Regions from separate parts of the Mus musculus genome. Here region 1 is linked to region 2. A link is a contact called in public HiChIP or PLAC-seq data. All regions are on one chromosome and are shown on one strand. The core of a region is the stretch at or near the end of the contact, and the rest is flanking DNA. Distances in the headings are between cores, read along the strand shown. Region 1 has its middle 11 kb from the start of Gm50597. Region 2 overlaps Chd7 (chromodomain helicase DNA binding protein 7).

What was found. HiChIP or PLAC-seq counts read pairs in DNA pulled down with a chosen protein or histone mark.
Region 1: a contact with region 2 is called in an H3K27ac HiChIP or PLAC-seq map of microglia, with 5 times the contacts expected there. The contact joins two enhancer-like sites. A contact is called at or near these places in 8 of 484 Hi-C or Micro-C datasets (CD8 T cells, gonadal supporting cells, liver and 4 more), 8 of 115 datasets of contacts at active chromatin or transcription factors (CD8 T cells, the HPC-7 cell line, T-cell acute lymphoblastic leukemia and 5 more) and 4 of 9 other capture datasets (adipose tissue, bone marrow-derived macrophages, liver and 1 more).

What each region holds. Positions count from the first base shown.
Region 1 is chr4:9,108,088-9,112,958 of GRCm38.p6, forward strand. No RefSeq gene overlaps it. Among named protein-coding and RNA genes, the nearest start is that of Gm50597, 11 kb to the right of the region's middle. Within about 2 kb of position 2,469, at least 38 of the 459 cell types and tissues checked have an H3K27ac peak or open chromatin away from gene starts, as enhancers often do. A contact at or near this core is called in acute myeloid leukemia, adipose tissue, bone marrow-derived macrophages and 1 more, where this site is marked.
Region 2 is chr4:8,840,028-8,845,285 of GRCm38.p6, forward strand. Chd7 (chromodomain helicase DNA binding protein 7) reads left to right here. Exons shown (of 38, transcript NM_001277149.1): 18 at 362-529; 19 at 1,069-1,248; 20 at 4,285-4,395; 21 at 4,480-4,685. Among named protein-coding and RNA genes, the nearest start is that of Gm46842, 68 kb to the right of the region's middle. Within about 2 kb of position 2,949, at least 128 of the 459 cell types and tissues checked have an H3K27ac peak or open chromatin away from gene starts, as enhancers often do. A contact at or near this core is called in acute myeloid leukemia, adipose tissue, bone marrow-derived macrophages and 1 more, where this site is marked.

The DNA.
Region 1 (4,871 bases), core at 1,219-3,718, 270 kb after region 2:
ATTGGCGAACGTCAGAAATCATTGCTCGTAAAATCGGAAGTCTCGGAAGTCCTGCATCAAGACACTGGAGGTATCTGTGTCTGATGACGGCTCACCGCTCAGAGACTGAGTGTTTTTCTCCTGGTGGAAGTGATGGCATCTTTCCACCCTCTTTTGGAAGGACACTAGCCATGCTCTTGGTGGTTGCCCCTACTTGATCTCACATTCTAAAGGCCCTGCCCCAATGTCATTACCTTGGGGCCTAGTTTCAACACGTGAGTTTGGAGGCACACAAACAAAGTGTAGCAAAGTCCAAACCAGAGAGGGTGGGGCATTTTCTTTGAAGACAAGTCTACCCTTTGTTTGCAATCCCCATTTTTCCAATGATGTGACTTGGTGCCAAAATTCTAGCAGGGGACTCAAGCAGGAGTGTTCCGTGAACATCTTTGTAGCATCTTCCCATTCTCCGGAGTTTAACGCCTTAGCTTGTCCTTTGCGTTGAGCCTCGTTGTGAAGCAGCGATTTTTACGTTCTTTTGCCTTACATGCTGGAATCTAAGTCATTCGTTGAGTAGGCATTGAGGGTCTAAAGGAAGCACTCTTTCAGGCATTTGGGATTTATCAGGCAACAATACAGAATAAGTTCCTCTGCCCAATATTTAGTACAATGAAATTTGCAATGTTAGCTGATAAATAGACTCCAACTAAGTTTCTCCTTTCCTATGAAAGTGATGGTGTCTGACTCAAACTTTTCTGAGCCATGCATTACTGTTGATCTTGTAATTCTAGTATAAGATGGCTCCACAGAACTCTACTGCAGTCCATTTTAATCTCAAGGTGTCTGTCTGTTTAGTATCTGTCTCCTCCCCATCTTTCTCGGGATCTGCCTTTCATCGGGTAATATGTACCTTCCTAAGAGTGTTTGGAAGAAAACATGAAGATTAGGCAAGATTGTTGTCAGAAACTGATTTTTTGTTTTTGTTTTTGTTTTTTTACTTCCAAACTAAATTTAAGTATTTGATTCTTAGTCTGTGAAGAGTCTCAGCTGCTGTGGGCTGCTTATACAAAATGTCATTGGTTATGCTTTCACGTGTAAGCCCAGGTGAAGCTGTTGGAACCTCAAAGACCATAAAGATTTAGTCAGATTAAATACAAATCTCCACCCAGGATTGTTACTTTGTCCTAATTTAGATTCCCTTCCTTCTGTTTGTAACCTTCCATGTAATACATCTGCTCGCATCTGTCTGTTTATTACAAGTGGAATCTGGATTTACTGTGTTAGAAAGATCTTTCTTCTGCACTGGGCAGGCAGAACCACTGAGTTAGGGGCCAAGCTTGCTCCCAAGTCAGCGTCTTATTTCAAAGTGCTCATCTCTGTTGAGCCGTAAGCAGGATCACAGTGCATCCAGAGGCAGATGGTGGCTTGCTTCACCAGGTGCCTGAAGGAGGAGAGGGTCTCCCTAGGATCTGCACACATCCTTTTCCATTTGGGATTTCCTCTGGATGAGAGCGCAGTCTGAGGAGCTGCTATGATGGAGAAGAGTGAAGGCCATATCTGATTCTCATTAATTCTTTTAGTAACTTCTGTGAGACTCTGTTATTCTCTTTTGCAACATAATGAAAATACCACTTTAAAGATCTAACCTAAGATATTTCCTTAAAAGTGCTGGGCACCTGGAGCTGATTATCATGGCTAGCTGTAGGCTTCCTTCTAATTTAGAACCTGAGAATATGACATCAACTAAACTTACCACGTTGGATGTGCAACAGGTATTTTTAGTTCTAATATATAACTAGACCATAGAATATATAATAAAATGAAAAGGACATGTCTCTATAGGTGTAGATGCTTTACGCAAATATTGCACAAGGACACAATTCTACAAAAAATTACTTCATTGTTTACTTGAAATCTACGTTTTAAAAGACACTAGAGCGCACCTCACTGCTTCCCTTAACTCTTTCATTGTCCCGGGGTGGGGGACAGGGGTTGCTGCTGGTAATCCCCAGTTGCTCTTTTCTCTTTAGGCCTCCAAGAAAGGGGAAATAATGCACTTGTGGAGTTAATCCTGCCTCCCATCATTACATTACCAATGGGGCAGGCAGTGGTCCTGACAGCCAGGAGACACAATTCATCCAGGAGAAACCAATGTGGGCACAGTTGGTGAGCTGCCCTTCGGCCCAGGCTGCCCACACACTCCACTAAGATGGCCTCCTCCCAATTCTCCTGCTCATAGAATCCCCAGGAAAGCCAACTAAATATAACCATCAATGGAGGTAGAATCCCCCTTTCTTGGATTAAAATTTTCTAAGGTTTAAAAACCTCCGATGGCATTATAATTTTTTAATTTACAAAAGTTAAAACAACACAGCTTAAAATTTCCCTTGTTAACCACTTCTTAAGTGTAAAGTTCAGTTGTGTTATGTGTATTGACGGTGTTGTGCAACCAGCGTCTAGACGGTTTTTATCTTGCAAAACTGCTTCTCTGGACACATTAGGCAAGCCTCTCTATTTCCTGCCTCCCCCATGGGCTGGCAACCGTCCTAAACGCTTTGCATCTTTAGGAACTTGGCGACTCTAAGTGCCTTGCATAAGTACAACCATAAGATATTACAGCTATTAAAATATTTATATGGAATTTTGATTGAAGTTACATTAAATTTATAGACTTTAAAAGAGACTTGGTAATGAATTTTGCTATAAGTTACCACAGGAGTCCCTTAAGGTCAACCCTGCAGATTTCTTATTGAGTACCACCTAGGCGTTTTGTGTTTTTGATTGCTCTTTCTTCTCCACCATGCTGGGGCTACATCTAGGCTGTAACACTTGCTAGACCAGTATTCTTTGCTCTTTTTCTTCTGAGGTAGGGATCTCATGCAGATTCATCAGTTTCAAACTCCCCATGGAGCTGAGGTTGGTCTTGAACTCTTAACCTTCCTACCTCTGACTCTCCTATGCCGGGTGGGATAGGAGTGCACCAGATGCCTGCTTCTCTCTTGCCTGCCTTTTATGATTGAAATCTTCTCATTATATTTCAAATTGCTGTTTTTTTTTTAAGGAACAGGAAAAAGAAAATGATATTGTACAATCCTATTGCCACTACAAGATGACTACTGCTATTAAAAGTCACCCCCTCTGACATACACTCACCCTTGCAGTTTCAAACACTGTTTCCAAACACATACTAGTGAATTTCTGCTCTAATCATAAGGACGTTTTCAGACAAAACCATGAACTTGCTGTATTAGATTCATTGCTACATTCTTTAGTAAATTTGCTACATTTCACTATTAAGTTTGCTAACACTGTGTGCAATTCTTTTCGGTTGCAGGTAAGAGTCGGACTATCGTTTTCTCTCTTGGTATTTGTAAGATAGTTTATTAGAGTTTGCTATGTTGGTTGCACAGTAATGAACATTTCTATCATTTTGAAAGCTTTGGAGTAATTCAAGTAGACAGAGCTATCAGACTACATTTTCTTTAAAGGCTTGAAATTCTTAGCCAAGTGAAGTCCTGTAGCTAGTACAACACATACAGGCTGTAAGTTAGAATCAACAACCTGGCTGCCTCACTTTTTAAAAGACTCAGGGCACAGATCAGCTTCTCGTATTATTGAAAGGTAGACAAACATCCAAGACTGTTGAGGCGGCAAGCCCGGTGGGTGCTGGAGCAGGTTTGGAGTCTGCTGTTGCCAGATGACTTGGCTCACCTCTGTAAAGTGGGGATAACCACGGAACTGTCACACACGGCAGGGTTGGAGGTGCTGTCAGTGAGTAGCATTCATCTAGCAAATACAGGCACCAGGCCCAGCACTGAGACACAGCGCGAGAAATGGGGGTAGCCCACACAAATAAGCAATAGCCAAGCAGGCTGGTCTAAAAAACAGTTTTGTTAATTCTTGGCAAGTTTCATACATTATATTTTGACCACCACTTCTATTCCTTCCCTCATCTTCTCCCAGGTCCACCCATCATTCTATAGTTACCCAACTCCATACCCTCATTCCTCTCCTTTTATTTGTTTATTTTTTATTCATGCAGTATAATCAGTGCTGACTATGCACTCCTGAGTGTGTGACCATCCCCTAGAACACGTGAGACCTGCCAGGAGCCATAGCCTTCAACAAAATGTACCCAGTTTTATTTGCACAATCTGTTTGTCAGTCTCTGGAAGGCTCCCGACACTATCATCAGTAATTTGGGGCATCTGGTACATGGGACATCAGTTTGGGAAGATAGCCATCCCCGTATCCTTCTGCACTGACTATAATGACATTCAGAGCAGCTGACACTTTGCTTGCAGCTCTGGGCCACGGGAGCGTCCCACAAACACTACCTTACAGAGGAAACCTGTGGTCTTGGGGGAATGAGGTGCCGCAGCAAACTAAGACAGAAGACAAGAAAGCACACCATGTACTTGTGTGACAACAGATGATTTTTATAGTCTTTCCCAATCTCCGAGTTTATTCCTCTGTAACTTGTGTAACAGTGTGTATCCTAAAATTTTAGCCACTTAGCTGTAGAAAAAGGCAAGCTATGGCAAAGTGCAAACTATGATGGCTCAGTGGTTAAGAACACTTGCTGTTTTTGAAGTGGACATGCCATATCGAGTGGCTCACAGTTGCTTATAACTTCAGTTCTAGAAGAAATTGTGCCCCCTTCTGGCCCCTATAGCCAGACCCCTGCACACATGTGGAGCACATATATACACCCAAGCACACAACACATACATATGAAATAACAAATACATCCTTAAAGATTCTCAAGCACGAAAAACTAAAGGCCTAAGATTATGAAAGAGGTATTTATATAACTGTGTATGTACACACACACACACACTCACACACACACACACACACACACACACACACACACACACACACAGCATTGCAGA
Region 2 (5,258 bases), core at 1,699-4,198:
CTCGGTGAGACATGTTTGTTGAGTTGATCACTTTGGCTGCCATAACAGAATGCTATGATGGGGTAGCGTAAACAATATCCATGCCTTTTTCAAGGTTCTGGAGTTGAACTGTGAGGTCTGGATGCCAGCAAGATTAGGTTATTGCTGCATAGACAGCTGTCTTCCTCCTGCTGCTTCTTACAGGACACTAATCCTGTTCATCAGGGCACCACCCTCGTGACCTAATTACCTCTGAGTCCTCATCTCTAAATCTAACATTGAGATCAGCTTTTAACCCACGTAATTAGGGAGGACACAGACCTGTGTGTGCTCCACAGTCCTGTGCTCCATTGCAGCAGCCTTTGGTTCCTTTTCTTTCTAGGCTCAAGCTAGATGCCACAGAATAGGGCAGAGCAAATCTGTGAAAATCTACAGGCTGATTACAAGGAACTCCTATGAAAGGGAGATGTTTGACAAGGCTAGTCTGAAGCTGGGTCTGGATAAAGCCGTGTTGCAGTCCATGAGTGGAAGAGAAAATGCCACTAACGGGGTAAGAAGAAACTGCCCAGGTTGTGCGTTCAGTCTGCCTTCCTTTTGCATCCAGCTAATTGTTAGGAAGTATTTGACATTGTTTTTTGTTGTTTATTTTCTTGAGACAAGGCCTCACTATGAGCTCTTGCTGGCCTGGAACTTGCAGATCCACCTGTTTTTAACCTCCTGATTTCTGGGTTTAAAGGAGTGTGTTACCACACTCCACTGGCTGGTGGTTTTGGTTTGGTTTGGTTTGGTTGGGTTGGGTTTGGTTTTGGTTTTATTCGAGACAGGGTTTCTCTGTGTAGCCCTGGCTGTCCTGGAACTCACTCTGTAGACCAGGCTGGCCTTGAACTCAGAAATCCGCCTGCCTCTGCTTCCCAAGTGCTGGGATTAAAGGCGTGCGCCACCACTGCCCGGCTCCACTGGCTGTTTTTTAACCTCAGATTCTCAGTATATTTTATTGTATTTTCCTTTGTTATAAGTAAACTCTCTTAAGACATTTAGTTTGTGTTTTAAGCCTGAATTACTCTGAATACTTAAAATTTCTCTGAAAAGGTACAACAGCTGTCCAAGAAGGAAATAGAAGACCTCCTGCGAAAGGGGGCATATGGTGCACTTATGGATGAAGAAGATGAAGGGTCTAAGTTTTGTGAAGAGGATATTGACCAGATTCTCCTTCGACGAACCCACACTATCACCATTGAGTCTGAAGGAAAAGGCTCCACATTTGCTAAGGTTTGAATCCAGGTCTTTAGTGCAGCCTTCTAGAACTCATGAAGAGAACTTATGCAGAACATTGGCCTTTCATTGTGAATTATAGACTAGTTATTACTTTCCCAGCGCCTCCCAACACACACAGCGTTCTCTGTGCGCTGGGTTCTCTCCTGTGCGGTCCCTCATGGTCCTGTCCTCCTGTGTTCTTCCCGATGCTCCCGCTATGAAGTCCTCGTGTGAATTTTGTTCTTCATAATCTCCCAGACCCCAGTGCCCAAAACGACCCGAAAAGATGATCAGGTCGCTCCATGTTTAAGTCTGTCTTGTTTTCCCCTTTCGTTAGGGCTCCACAGCTCTGCTCACAGCTAAAATGAGCCCATGGCATTCTACCCCAGCTCCTGCCACTGCCTGCCTCACAGCTGGCACCGTGTGCTCTTCCACCAAGCCAGCCCGCTAAGGCCAAGCTGCTCTGAGCCCTGACTGTCGCCTCAAACCCACTTGCTAGTATTCGGGTTGTCCACACCAAGGCTCACTCTACTTTGTAGTTTTGCTAAACTGGTTTACTTGCCGTAAAGCATGAAATTCAACACTTTGACATATTATAGGCTGGGGTGACCGTTAGCACAACGCTAGGTTTTGAATGTTCCTACTACCTCAGAGAGCTCCCTGTGCCCATTAGCAGGCAGTCCCTACCCTTCCCGCTTCACCCAGTTCTGCAAACCGCATGCTCTTTTTTTTTAAATAGCTTTGTCCACCCTGGAAACACCACTCGGTGTGAAGTTATATCACGTGTGGTCTTTTGAGTGCTTTCATAAAATTAATGTTTTTCATGTTTGCCCTTATACTATACATGGATAATTTGTTTTGTTTTGGTTTGGTTTGGTTTTTCCAGACAGGGTTTCTCTGTGTAACCCTGGCTGTCCTGGAACTCACTCTGTAGACCAGGCTGGCCTCAAATAATTTATTCCTTTATGGTTTGCAATGTTCTACTGTGCGGGTATCACACAGTGACCAGGTGATGATAAATGCTCCAGTCATTTATTAATTGCTAATTGATGAAATTTGGGTTATTTTTACTTTGGGATTTTCAGTGTAGTAGGGTTTTTTTTTTTTTTTTTTTTTTTGGACATGTCTTTTCGTTTCTCTTGCACATTCGACAGAAGCAGAACTCTAGGTGATGTTAGCTTTCTTGGCTCCCCAGTGAGGTCTGTGCATGCTTATCATTTAAGGAACTAACAGGCTGGGTTTCTTTGTTTCTGTTTCTCTTTTAAACAAATTGGGGAAAGTTCTGGGCTCCAACCCCCCCCCCCCATCTTCTTCCACTGGTCATTGTATACAGCATCCCTTATCTAAAAAAAAACTACTGCCTTCAGTGGCCCCTCCACTCTGCAGAAGCCCCTTCATCTGCCTTCACATCACATAAGACCTATTATTCCTTCTCCCCTTTTGCTTAAAAATCTCTTCCTGTCGTTTCATGACGGAGCCTACACACACACATATAGCATCCAGGTTCACATGTGAAACAAATGTGTTTATATCTCTGAGCCTGCCTTAGATTGCTCCACACCGTGGTTTCTGGCTCCATCCACTTCCTCGCAAGTGCCATGATTTTGTTTTTCTTTACAACTAAATAAAAGTCCACTGTGTATAGCTAGAACATCTTCTTTTATCAGTTCCTCTGTTGTTGGACATCTAGGCTGGTTCCATTTCCTGCCTATTGTGAAACTTGGGTGTGCAAGTGTCTCTGTGGTGTGTTGACTCAGAGACCAGCCTTCAAGAACACAATCTGGTGGCGTGGCTGGGTGACATGGTAGTGCTATTTTTAGTGGTTTGAGGCGCTCCACACTGACGTTCATAGTGGCTCTGTGAATTTTCGTCCCTATTGGCAATGAATACGAATTCCTTTTTCACTCCATCCTGGACAGCATTCCTTGTTTGTTTGTTTTCTTCCAATTTCTGTTTCCCCGGTGGCTAAAACTGTTGAACCTGTTTTCTTTCTGGATGGATCACTTCCTGTTGCTTTCCCATACCTGTGTGTTCAGGTGGCTTTTCCCTCGTCCTCACAGGTACCATGTTAACTAGTTTGTGATCTGTTTCAAGCTGAGCTGTCTGTGGTGTGAGGAAGGAGTTGAGCTCCCCCGTGGCCCCAGCTTGTAGAGGTTCTTCTCTGGCCTCTGCACGCTCATGTCGTTACAGTCTCTTGCAGTCTTTCCTCAGTCCTCACATGCAGTCTCAGCATGTGTAAGACACATGTGTAAGACACACGTACGTGTTTCACGCACGCATGCACGCACGTTCTCCTTCTGAGTAACATGCAGATGCCAGAGTTGGATGTGGTAGTTCTCCCTGCCTTCTTCACTCTTGTTGTTCATGTCTGCTGATGTCTACCTCTATTAATTTCACCTTTTGAAGAAGGTCTTTTTAGGAAGTCTTCTTCATATTTGGTCATTATTTCTGGTGTAAACTGCTGGAGCAGTGTGCTCTAACCTCACTGGTGGCTGTCGCTATAACTTCTCCCCCATGCAACTCGAGGCACAGCCATGTCCATATTAAACTTATCCCTATTTTCTAATAGCTCCTGCTTCCCCTGGGCTAGGGCTCAGACTGCTAACCACACGTGCCCGCCCCCTGCTCCGGCCTCCACCCTCATCAACTTGCCATGGCTCCTGTACCTCGAGCCCCTCATCCTTGCTCCTCTCCTGGGCCTTTGTGCAGGGCTCTGCCATGAACATTCCTGCCACCTCTCTTCTTGTACAAGTCTTCTAAAATATGGTCCAAGCATTTTCTTCTAGAGAAAACTAATTTTTTTTTTAGATCTGCTCCTAGCAGGACTTTGCTGGAACCAAGTTCCAGGCCTTTCTCAATTGCTTGTACTTTTCTACTCCTGTGGCAGGTGTGGAAAAGTGTACATGGGGCACTTGTCATCTGTCTCCCATCCACTATACTGCCTTGCAGAGGCTGAGCACGCATATACTGTGACTAGATAAACAGAGGCTACCGGGGGTCCTGACTCTGAGAACCGCATCTCAGAGTAACGCACACGTTTTCCACCTTTAGGCCAGCTTTGTTGCGTCTGGAAATAGGACAGACATTTCTTTGGATGACCCAAATTTCTGGCAGAAGTGGGCTAAGAAGGCTGAATTGGACATCGATGCCTTAAACGGGAGGGTGAGTGAGAAAGTCCCATCCAGACTGCTGCCTAATCTGACCCGAAGGTTGGTATGACGCTCACCATGCTTGCTCTTTCGTTAGAACAACCTGGTTATTGACACTCCTCGAGTGAGGAAGCAGACCCGGCTATACAGCGCAGTGAAGGAAGACGAACTGATGGAGTTCTCCGACCTGGAAAGCGACTCCGAAGAAAAGCCTTGTGCAAAGCCACGGCGCCCCCAGGATAAGTCTCAGGGCTATGCCCGGAGCGAGTGCTTCAGGGTAGAGAAGAATCTGCTGGTTTACGGGTAAGGCCGGTTCGCTGCATGGAGTCTCATTTTATTTTACCAACAGCTGGAATTCTCAGTTGTCATAGGAAAACCTTCTTTCTGTGGATCTGCGTGGCTCCCCTTAGCGTGGCCAGACAGATACCTCCGCACTAACTTTCTGCAGGTTGTGGCTCGTAAAGTCGATATGACCCACGTTCTAAATCCTCCTGGGTGTGGAGAGAGAAGCCACTGGAATTTATGAGTGCTAGCTTGCACCATGGGAATTACGACAGTTCTAATTATTAAAAACTAAGAATGATGTAAAATTGCAAAATCTTTTGGCAGTGTACTGTCACATAAACTTTATGACCATAGTCACCTTTAATAGATTTCTGCTGTAAAGGCTTAGCAGAGGCAGGGCTTCCTTCATGTGCCTGTCCTCCAGCTAGTCTGCAGCCTCAGAGCCCATCTGAACGTCTCCAGTCTGTGGGCTTCCTTCTGCTACAGGACGACTCCCACATCAGCTTCCCATCCCATGTCCCATGGCACCCACGTAGCACTTTGAATCGCAGGGTCCTCAGTAAACACCTGAATGAGTAGGAAGAACGTGCT